Regions from separate parts of the Zea mays genome. Here regions 1 and 2 are each linked to region 3. A link is a contact called in public Hi-C data. All regions are on one chromosome and are shown on one strand. Each heading gives the region's core, a stretch centred on a gene start, on an enhancer-like site or on the middle of the called end of the contact. The rest is flanking DNA. Distances are from core to core; before and after follow the strand shown. Region 1 holds the start of LOC541873 (homocysteine S-methyltransferase 1). Region 2 holds the start of LOC103639433 (protein OBERON 4). Region 3 overlaps LOC109942414 (a long non-coding RNA gene).

Region 1 (2,700 bases), core at 40-2,539, 150 kb before region 3:
AATTCATACGAATTAGGACTACTAGATCAATATGTGGGCCCCACATCAAAGTCAGACCTTAGAAACAAAAGCTCGCATTGACACCTTAAAAATTTATCGGAATTGATTGAAACTTGTCAAACAGGATTCAAAAGATCACGAAAATAATCTGTGTCAGCACATGGGACCACTCAAAAATCAGACCCTAAAAATAAGAGTTCACGTTCATATCTTAAAATTTTATCGAAATTGATTGAAATCTGTTAAGTATTTACAAAATATTATGAAGCTGGCGTTCATATCTTAATTTTTTAATAAAATGAAATAAAATTTGTTAAATAGGATCCAAAATACTATGAAGCTAATATGTGGCAGTTAGCACGGCAAGATCTACACAAGCGACCCAGATCAAAAGCCAAACCCTAGAAATAAAAATTTGCATCCGCACCGCACCTTAAATTTTTAACAAAGTTAACTAAAATTTATTAGATAAGATTCAAAGTACCATAACGCTACTCTATACGAATTAGTGTGCTAAGATAAACACAACACATGGACCCCCACCTTAAATTAACGTACTGCCTATGTAATTTGTGTTACACTCAGTGACTAAGTCTATCTCAAATCAATATAAATGTAAAGTACAATAATGAAAAATGCAACATCAACCTATGAGTTCAACCCATTCAACCCCCCCCCCCCCCCCCCCCCCCCCCAAAAAAAAGTACCAAATCCTAAATCACCCAGCCCAATTTTCTGTTAAAACCAACCCAGCCCGTTCCCTCCCATCTAAAATGCACCCACTTAAAAACCAAACCGATTAAACCTACATGAACCCAACCCATTAACAACATGCGCAAACTCAGTATCTGCAGGATCACATTCACATCTAGCGCAGCAATAGTTTATTTCTCGTGGGTACTCGTGGAGAACAGAAACACAGCAAACAGATGGCGCCTGTTGGGGGTCGCACGCATTGCATCGCAACTGCAAACATACAGCGTAAAACATGCCGGCCCGGCGGGTCGTTGGCCCAGAGCTGTTATTACCTCCTTGACGAGGTGCGGCCTGGTGATGAGGCAAGCGGCGCTCCAGAGCGGGTCGTTGATGTCGGCGCCGAGCGCCTCTAGCTGCGTGGCGAAGCCGCCGTCGATGACCGCGCACCCGCCCGCTCTCGCCACGAGGTCCTCCAACACCCCCATCCCGGCCGGTTCAATCAAGCCGAGCCCGAGCGCGGCGCGACTAGTCGGGCCGCCGCACGCAGCAACGGGAGTCGGGCGCGGGATATGCAGAGCCAGCAGCGGACGGGACGGGAGCGGTAGGGAGACGGAGAGGGATGTATATATATCGGTGAGAATGAGATGGTTTAGGCCTTTAGGGTAGGTACACGACCACTAAATTTGGCGAGAAGCAAAGCAATCCGATCGAGCGTGGCAACGAACGCGGACTGGTTTCTGGGGTAGGTGCGCTCGCAGAACAGCTGGACCATCCAGGTCCAGTCCAGGACCACGACGGTATGCCGTTGCTTCGCGTTTGAACCCGGCGCACTTTCAACGATATGCCGTATTGTAACCGGAATTTTGTTGTCTTTCTTAACACGAGAAATTTTCTCTTGCTGACGCAAACTGTATTTCCACAGTTTCATCGGGATGGGGTGGGCGGTGCAGCAGAGGGAGATGGTCAGCGGGTAAAATTGGAAAAAAGTATATTTTATCTCTCTCGATCACACAAAACTCATATTTCCTCCCTTAACTATAAAATCAGATATAACTCCTCACTTATCTTTCAAGATCCGACGTGACCTCCTGGCTGTTTACGTGATGTTTTTCTTCTTTTTCATTTAATTTACTTGAATTTGTGATAAATCTCAGTAAAACTAATTTAGTTGTAAATTTATCTAAATAAATCTATAACTCAGTCATATGAGCATAACCTTTTTACTATAACTCAAACATGCAATGAATTGTCAGCCATAAAATGAACTCTCTTTTTTTTTGCGGTAAATTTCGACATTTTTTTTTTTTTTTGCAGCTACATACATACTGTGGCCAGCCCAATGTTCTCATAGAAGACCGTCCTCTTCTAGTCTTCTTAGACGTGACGTATCGGAGGACAGTGCAGTGCACTCCAAGAGTTGGGCGCGGTGCAACCACCCAAGAGTGCCGAAGGTGTGGTAATCGGTTCATTACACACCACGGTATCCGGCAACATTCAACTGAACCTACCCCAGAATGAACCGAGCCAACAGAACTGGACTTCGTTGCCTTGCTGCTTGCTTCATTCCACAAAATGCGAAACGTGGGTAGCGAGGCAGTCCATCGATTCAGTTTGCGCCACCACCATGGACTTCTGTTCCTTTTCCAAGCCTGGCTCCAACAAAAGCTCCTACAGCCTACTGTACTCTAAATATAGAGGATCAAACGATCCTCTACGCTCTCCAGTAGCGTCCTCTAAATTTAGAGAACGCTGCTGGATTCTCTCTCTATGTATAGTTTTTTTTCTAAACGGTCCTCTATCTATTTGAAAACTTTAAATAATCGATTTAGTAAAACTAAAATATGTACAATAAATTTAAGAGTATGACAAATATGTATATACAAAAAGTAAAAAATAAAAAATGTCTCTAATATAGATATTTGCGTATAGAGGACGTGATTTATATTTTAGAGAACGTTGTTGGAGAGGAAAGAGATATAGAAGATAAAATCTTTTAGAGAAGAC
Region 2 (2,700 bases), core at 190-2,689, 150 kb after region 3:
TGGTAGAGGAAGTGTTCTCCCCAACCATGTCAACCGAATTGGTAGTCTCCTCTTGTGGCTTCACTTCCTCCTGCAGCACTCCTTGCTGCATGGGTGAAGTGGTTAGCCCAAACTCACTAGAATCAGTGGTAGCCGCATGTAGTGCTTGTACCTGATGTCCTCCACTGACGACTTCCTCTGTAACCATTGTTGAAGACTTCTCACGCACTTCATCCATTGCTTCAGCTACCAGTATGTCATCCCTTTTCTTGCCTTCCTCCCTCGCTGCATTGTTAGGATCAGATGCACTAGAGGATCCATTAGCTCGAGCTCCCAAATTTGCTTGGACCCCAGAATTCAGTTTCTTCGCCTTACCTTGCTCCAGTCCCTTCTCCTTTACACGACTTGACTCAACCTGCTTCCGATGCTCCACGGCAGCAGGCCTGGCCTTGGGCTCAGCAACTGGTGAGAGCTCACCTTCCTCCACCTCATTGATGCCGGCACTGTGCTTCCTCGGCTTCTCTGCCTTGGCAACCTCAAACCTCCTCCTCGGCTCACTGGGCGACCGTGACCGTGACCGCCGCGGCTGCCCAGGCAGCGATGACGCTCCCAGCCTGGCGGGTGCCCTGTACTCCTCAAAACACTCGGCGTCCGTCCACCCGCTTCCCGGCCGACGCCACGTCGAGCTGCCGTCACCATCCCGCCGCGACCTGTCACGCTCCGACCGGAAACCCTTGGGGAACTCCCGACGGAAGCCAGAGAAACTCTCGGACCGGTGCAAGGCCCGATCCCCACCATACCCCCTTGGGGAGGGGTAGTCTCGGTACCGGCTGTCGTGGAACCCGCCGCCGCCACCGAACCCCTTCCTGCGATCGAACCTATCGCCGTCGTAGTCCCGCGGCGGGGGGCCGCGGTCGTAGAACCTCCGCCGGTCGTCGTCCAGACCGTCGCCGTACGACCTCTGCCGCTTCATGCCGCCGCCGAGACTCCAGCCCTCGGATCCACCGAGAAGGGTGCGGTGGGGTTGCTCGGGGAGATAAGGAAAGCCAGGACCAGCGCTCACGGGGAAAGGCGTGCGCGAGATGGTCACCGCATCCGCTGCCGTCCCTCCAGCCGCCTCCGCTTGCTTCCGAGTCACTCCTCTCGCTCGCTCCCAGCCACAGCCACTGCCTCTCGCTCGCAGTCAACGGCCGTCGACTGGATTTGGACCCGGGTCGGAGATTTTCCCAGAGGGCAGAGGCTTACCGCGGTAACAGAGAAAAGCCCTGGGTCCAAGGCTAGGGTCAGGGACACGCGGCTCCTGCGTCCAAGACGCCAAGGCCAAGCGGCCTGCGTGCTACTGGCTTTCGTGCGTGCGGCTCGCCGGGGCCCGCCGTCATCGAGCGAGCAGGGCCCCGGTGCAGAGAAGATGAGGTGGGGTGGAGGTGGAGACGTGCAGTCTCCGTCCACTCCACGTGAGAGCCGGTGCGGACTGGCAAAGCGCAGGGCGCCAGATCCGGGGCGCGCGGGCGGAACAGGCAGCACGGGATCGACGCCGCAGCCGCTCGGCGCGTCGCGGGAGGGCGGGAGCGTGGACGCACAGGATTGGGTGGCGGTGGTGATGGGTGTAGTAGAGGTGCAGGGATTGGGTTGGTGCCGGTGGTGGGGGTGACTGGTGAGTGGTCGGATGCGGCGGGGAGGTGAGTTGATGGCTCGTGGGTGGGGGTGGGGGAGGTGTGGGTCAGCTTTTTGACTGCTGCTTCCCTAGGTCGGAGAGAAGAGGAATCACCGAATCAGCCGCTTTGACCTTTTTGACCTCTACGCTGGCAGGCCCGTCCTGGTGCCATCCGTACTCCCCCCCAGACCCCCGCCGATGGAGCGCTACTTGGGTCGACCAACTGCAAAACCAGATAAACGAGAGCCCAAGAGAACTTACGTAGCCCTTTTAAAACGAGAGCCCATCACTTCCGGATATTAACATTAAATAACATTTTAGAAAAGAGTGAGGTCCGTTTAACCCCCTATTTTGGCGCCGAGCATTAATAAAAAAACTCAACTTCAATACTAAAAATTATACTCCCTAGATTCTAAAATATAGTTCTTTCTAGCCCTTTTTTGTCTGTGTTTAAATAAATAATAATGAATGTAGATATACGTATATACAAACTATATTCATAGGTTAATTAATGAATGTGTGTTTAGTATATAACGAATTATATTTTGAGATGAAGGGAGTAATCTTTTCGACTTTCAAAACCAAATAAACCACCCTCTTTGACTATTTCAAGTCATTCTAGCTTTCTAGGAGGGTCACAACATCTCAAATTTGATTAAAATTATAGATAATTTTGCAAAATGATTGACATCGATGAGATATACTATAAAATATAATTGATGAAGAATACAATAATACTTATTTAGTGTCACAAATATTATAAATTTATTACATAAATTTGACTATTTTTTAGATGATTTTACTATCTAAAAATGAAATAACTTATAGTCTAGGATGGAAGGGTGATTTTAAGGAGAGGGGTGCCATAGGTGCTCAAGTACACGTTTTAAATCATCAAAATTTGGCATTGAGTTTTAATTTTTTTAACAGTTTCAGATGTTGACAATACATACACAAAAGTTGTAGATCTCCATGTGGTTTGCAACATTATAATTTATAACATTTTACATAGGGTGTTTTAAATGCGCAAATATTCATTTGAAGTTATCAAAATTTGTTAGTTTTAC
Region 3 (2,700 bases), core at 140-2,639:
AGAGGAACGAGTAGTTGGTTTCATATAGGAAGTCAGAGCTAATCGCACTTGTTGCTCTCTAACCATGCTTGACAACGATGCCTCATGGTAGTACTTTGTTGTATTTCATAGGTGGTTAGCCATTCTGAGTGTCATATTTTGTAGGCATCATATGTTTTTTCTTATTAATTGAGAGATAGAGCTCTTGTTATTACTCTATTTCTTTTTAAATAAAGGTCTCTTTGGTATGACTCTTTGAACGGCTCAAGCTTCGGCTTATCGTGAAGTCCTACCAAACGGTTAAAAAAAGGCTTCTCATCGAGTCCTTTTAAGAGTTGGAGCCGTTTTTTGTTGTGACCCAAAGCATCAAAAACTTGCCTTCTACCGTCTTGTCCTATATTTTTCTCATATACCATTCGTAAGAAGCACATAAAAAATTGTTTTGTCAAACGAATTATAAAACGGCTTTGGTTCCTTCAGATATGCCAAGGAACCAGAGTCAAAGTTATTTTTAGAGAAATCAGAGCCCTACCAAAAGAGGCTAAGAGACATAACTCCTGCTACTAATTTAAAAAAAGAATAAATCTCTATTCTTCTTAATTGAAAGACAGAGCTCCTGCCATTTAGTTTAAAAAGAACGTAGACCCTTTGGTCCTGGACAACAAAGAAGAAACCCAAACATGCAAATTTGCAACTCAGGTGTCAGAATGTGTTTTCCCCAAGGGTATGCGATAATACATATTTCACCAATAACAGTTCATTTTTTTCACTTAAAAAGGAAGAAAACTCTAGCGCCACATAAACGTGGAATTCTTGGACTTGTTTAACCCTGTCGCAGGAAAAGCTATGGCATGATTGCCAGGAAATAATTCCAACACTGACAGTTTGCCACCATAGCATAGCAGACAGATCGGAGTAGACGATCATCATCTCCAGTGCCGTAGGCCCTAAATGGCTATAGGCTTGTTTGGTTCAGTTTTTTTCTGACCAGCTTTTCTGAAAATCTGGTTGTGGAGAGAATCTAGCTGTGAGAAGAATCTGAGTATCATTACGATTACGTGTGAAAGAAGATAAAGTTGTTCATAGGGTTCAGGATCTAGAAAGTGACGAATTCCTACTATTACAACGACTTAACCGATTATGTGTTTATGTTGATTTTGGATGGTTTTTGCTCCAACGAATTTTATAGAAGCTGGCTGAAAAGCTGAGCGTTTGGCAATCCGCAGCAGCTTTTGGTGGCCAGAAGCTGCCAGAAGCTATTGGTGGCCAGAAGCTGCCAGAAGCTAAAACAAACAGGCCCTATATATGAGTCATCGCAGTAGTTAACAATTACACCTAGACCTAGTACTGATTTTTGTCCGTCCGGGTTGCTTTCCGGCTAACGTGTGTAGTGTAGCACAACCCATCGGTCGCTGTCTGCTTTCTGAAGAACGTTCATTCCGGTTGACGCCGCTACGCTGCCGTGTCTTCTTTCCTTCCCTTATACCCTGCCGCACACACCTTTTCCGTTTGCAGTGGTGCAGGTCTTTTCGGTCCTCAGGCTTCATCCCTGTGCAAGTGCAGGGATAATTGCTTCTGATCTCCCGAGGCTGCATAACCTGATTCAGAGGCAGAGCAAGGGGGCGTGAGGGAGATGAGGGAGATCATCAGCATCCATATCGGGCAGGCAGGCATCCAGGTAGGGAATTCTTGCTGGGAGCTCTACTGCCTCGAGCACGGTATCCAGCCTGACGGCCTCATGCCCAGGTGAGGCCCCTTTCCATTCCAACTCATCCTTTCCTTGAGAATTATGTCAGATTTTGTTCTGTACTTCTCTCTGAGATGATTATTCCAGTTCCAGCTCAGATAATTATTTAAGATAGGGCTGCCATCTGGGTTCTTGTAGCAGTCGCCTCAAAAGGTTGGGTTTTTGAGATAATCCTGAGGAAGATCTTTACTTGTTGATCACAGACAGCACTCTAAAAGCTAGAGAAACTTCGCTGGATGCTCTGACCTCTAAAAATCTTCTCTTAAGAGTCGATGACACCCCTGCGTTCAAAACCACTTGCTTAAAAAGTTAGAAAGAGACATGATAGGATAAACAACCCTGCATATTAAAGAAGAAGCTCGTGTTTTCTGAAACGAGGATAATCATGTGACAAGCTACCGGTTTCTGTGTCCAACTCACCGATTTCACAGCATCCAAATTCTCAGCCTTGGCCGTTCGCTTGCAGTGACACCTCTGTCGGGATCGCGAGGGATGCGTTCAACACGTTCTTCAGTGAAACGGGCGCAGGGAAGCACGTTCCAAGGGCCCTGTTTGTCGACTTGGAGCCCACTGTGATTGACGAGGTGAAGACTGGGGCTTACCGCCAGCTTTTCCATCCTGAGCAGCTCATCTCACACAAGGAAGATGCAGCGAACAACTTCGCCCGTGGACATTACACAGGTGTGACATGTTCCCCTCACCCTGAGCTATTTCCCGGAGAACAAAAAATGTTTTTGCAATTTTAAATGCAATATTGGTTCAAGTACAAAAACTATTGGGGTTTGGAAGCCCTACCTTGAATTTCGGTGCATTGCCAAAATGCGTAAAGACCAAATTTGTGTTCTTGAACAGTACTAGCAAGTGGTAGCCAGAACTAGTCCACAACAATTTGGATATTATGAAGGGGCTGGGTCAGGATCTTATAATTTACATATTCAACCATCCTATGCCATGATTATTATAGTATTTTTCAT

The links. A called contact is a pair of places that touch in the nucleus more often than the background predicts.
Region 1: a contact with region 3 is called in a Hi-C map of tassel, with 2.7 times the contacts expected there. The contact joins the promoter of LOC541873 here to the enhancer-like site in region 3. A contact is called at or near these places in 12 of 25 Hi-C or Micro-C datasets (ear, endosperm, leaf and 3 more) and 1 of 3 datasets of contacts at active chromatin or transcription factors (seedling).
Region 2: a Hi-C map of leaf shows a contact between it and region 3, with 9 times the contacts expected there. The contact joins the promoter of LOC103639433 here to the enhancer-like site in region 3. A contact is called at or near these places in 2 of 25 Hi-C or Micro-C datasets (leaf and tassel).

The regions. Positions count from the first base shown.
Region 1 is chr9:152,473,683-152,476,382 of Zm-B73-REFERENCE-NAM-5.0, forward strand. It overlaps LOC541873 (homocysteine S-methyltransferase 1), which reads right to left and starts at 1,290. Exons shown (of 7, transcript NM_001111541.1): 1 at 1,029-1,290. The coding sequence starts at 1,181.
Region 2 is chr9:152,775,389-152,778,088 of Zm-B73-REFERENCE-NAM-5.0, forward strand. LOC103639433 (protein OBERON 4) reads right to left here and starts at 1,440. Exons shown (of 3, transcript XR_004852834.1): 1 at 1-1,440.
Region 3 is chr9:152,624,797-152,627,496 of Zm-B73-REFERENCE-NAM-5.0, forward strand. LOC109942414 (a long non-coding RNA gene) reads right to left here. Exons shown (of 2, transcript XR_002265185.1): 1 at 2,147-2,700; 2 at 1,481-2,007. Among protein-coding and RNA genes, the nearest start is that of LOC109942414, 6.1 kb to the right of the region's middle. Within about 2 kb of position 1,390, at least 17 of the 20 cell types and tissues checked have an H3K27ac peak or open chromatin away from gene starts, as enhancers often do. A contact at or near this core is called in ear, endosperm, leaf and 2 more, where this site is marked.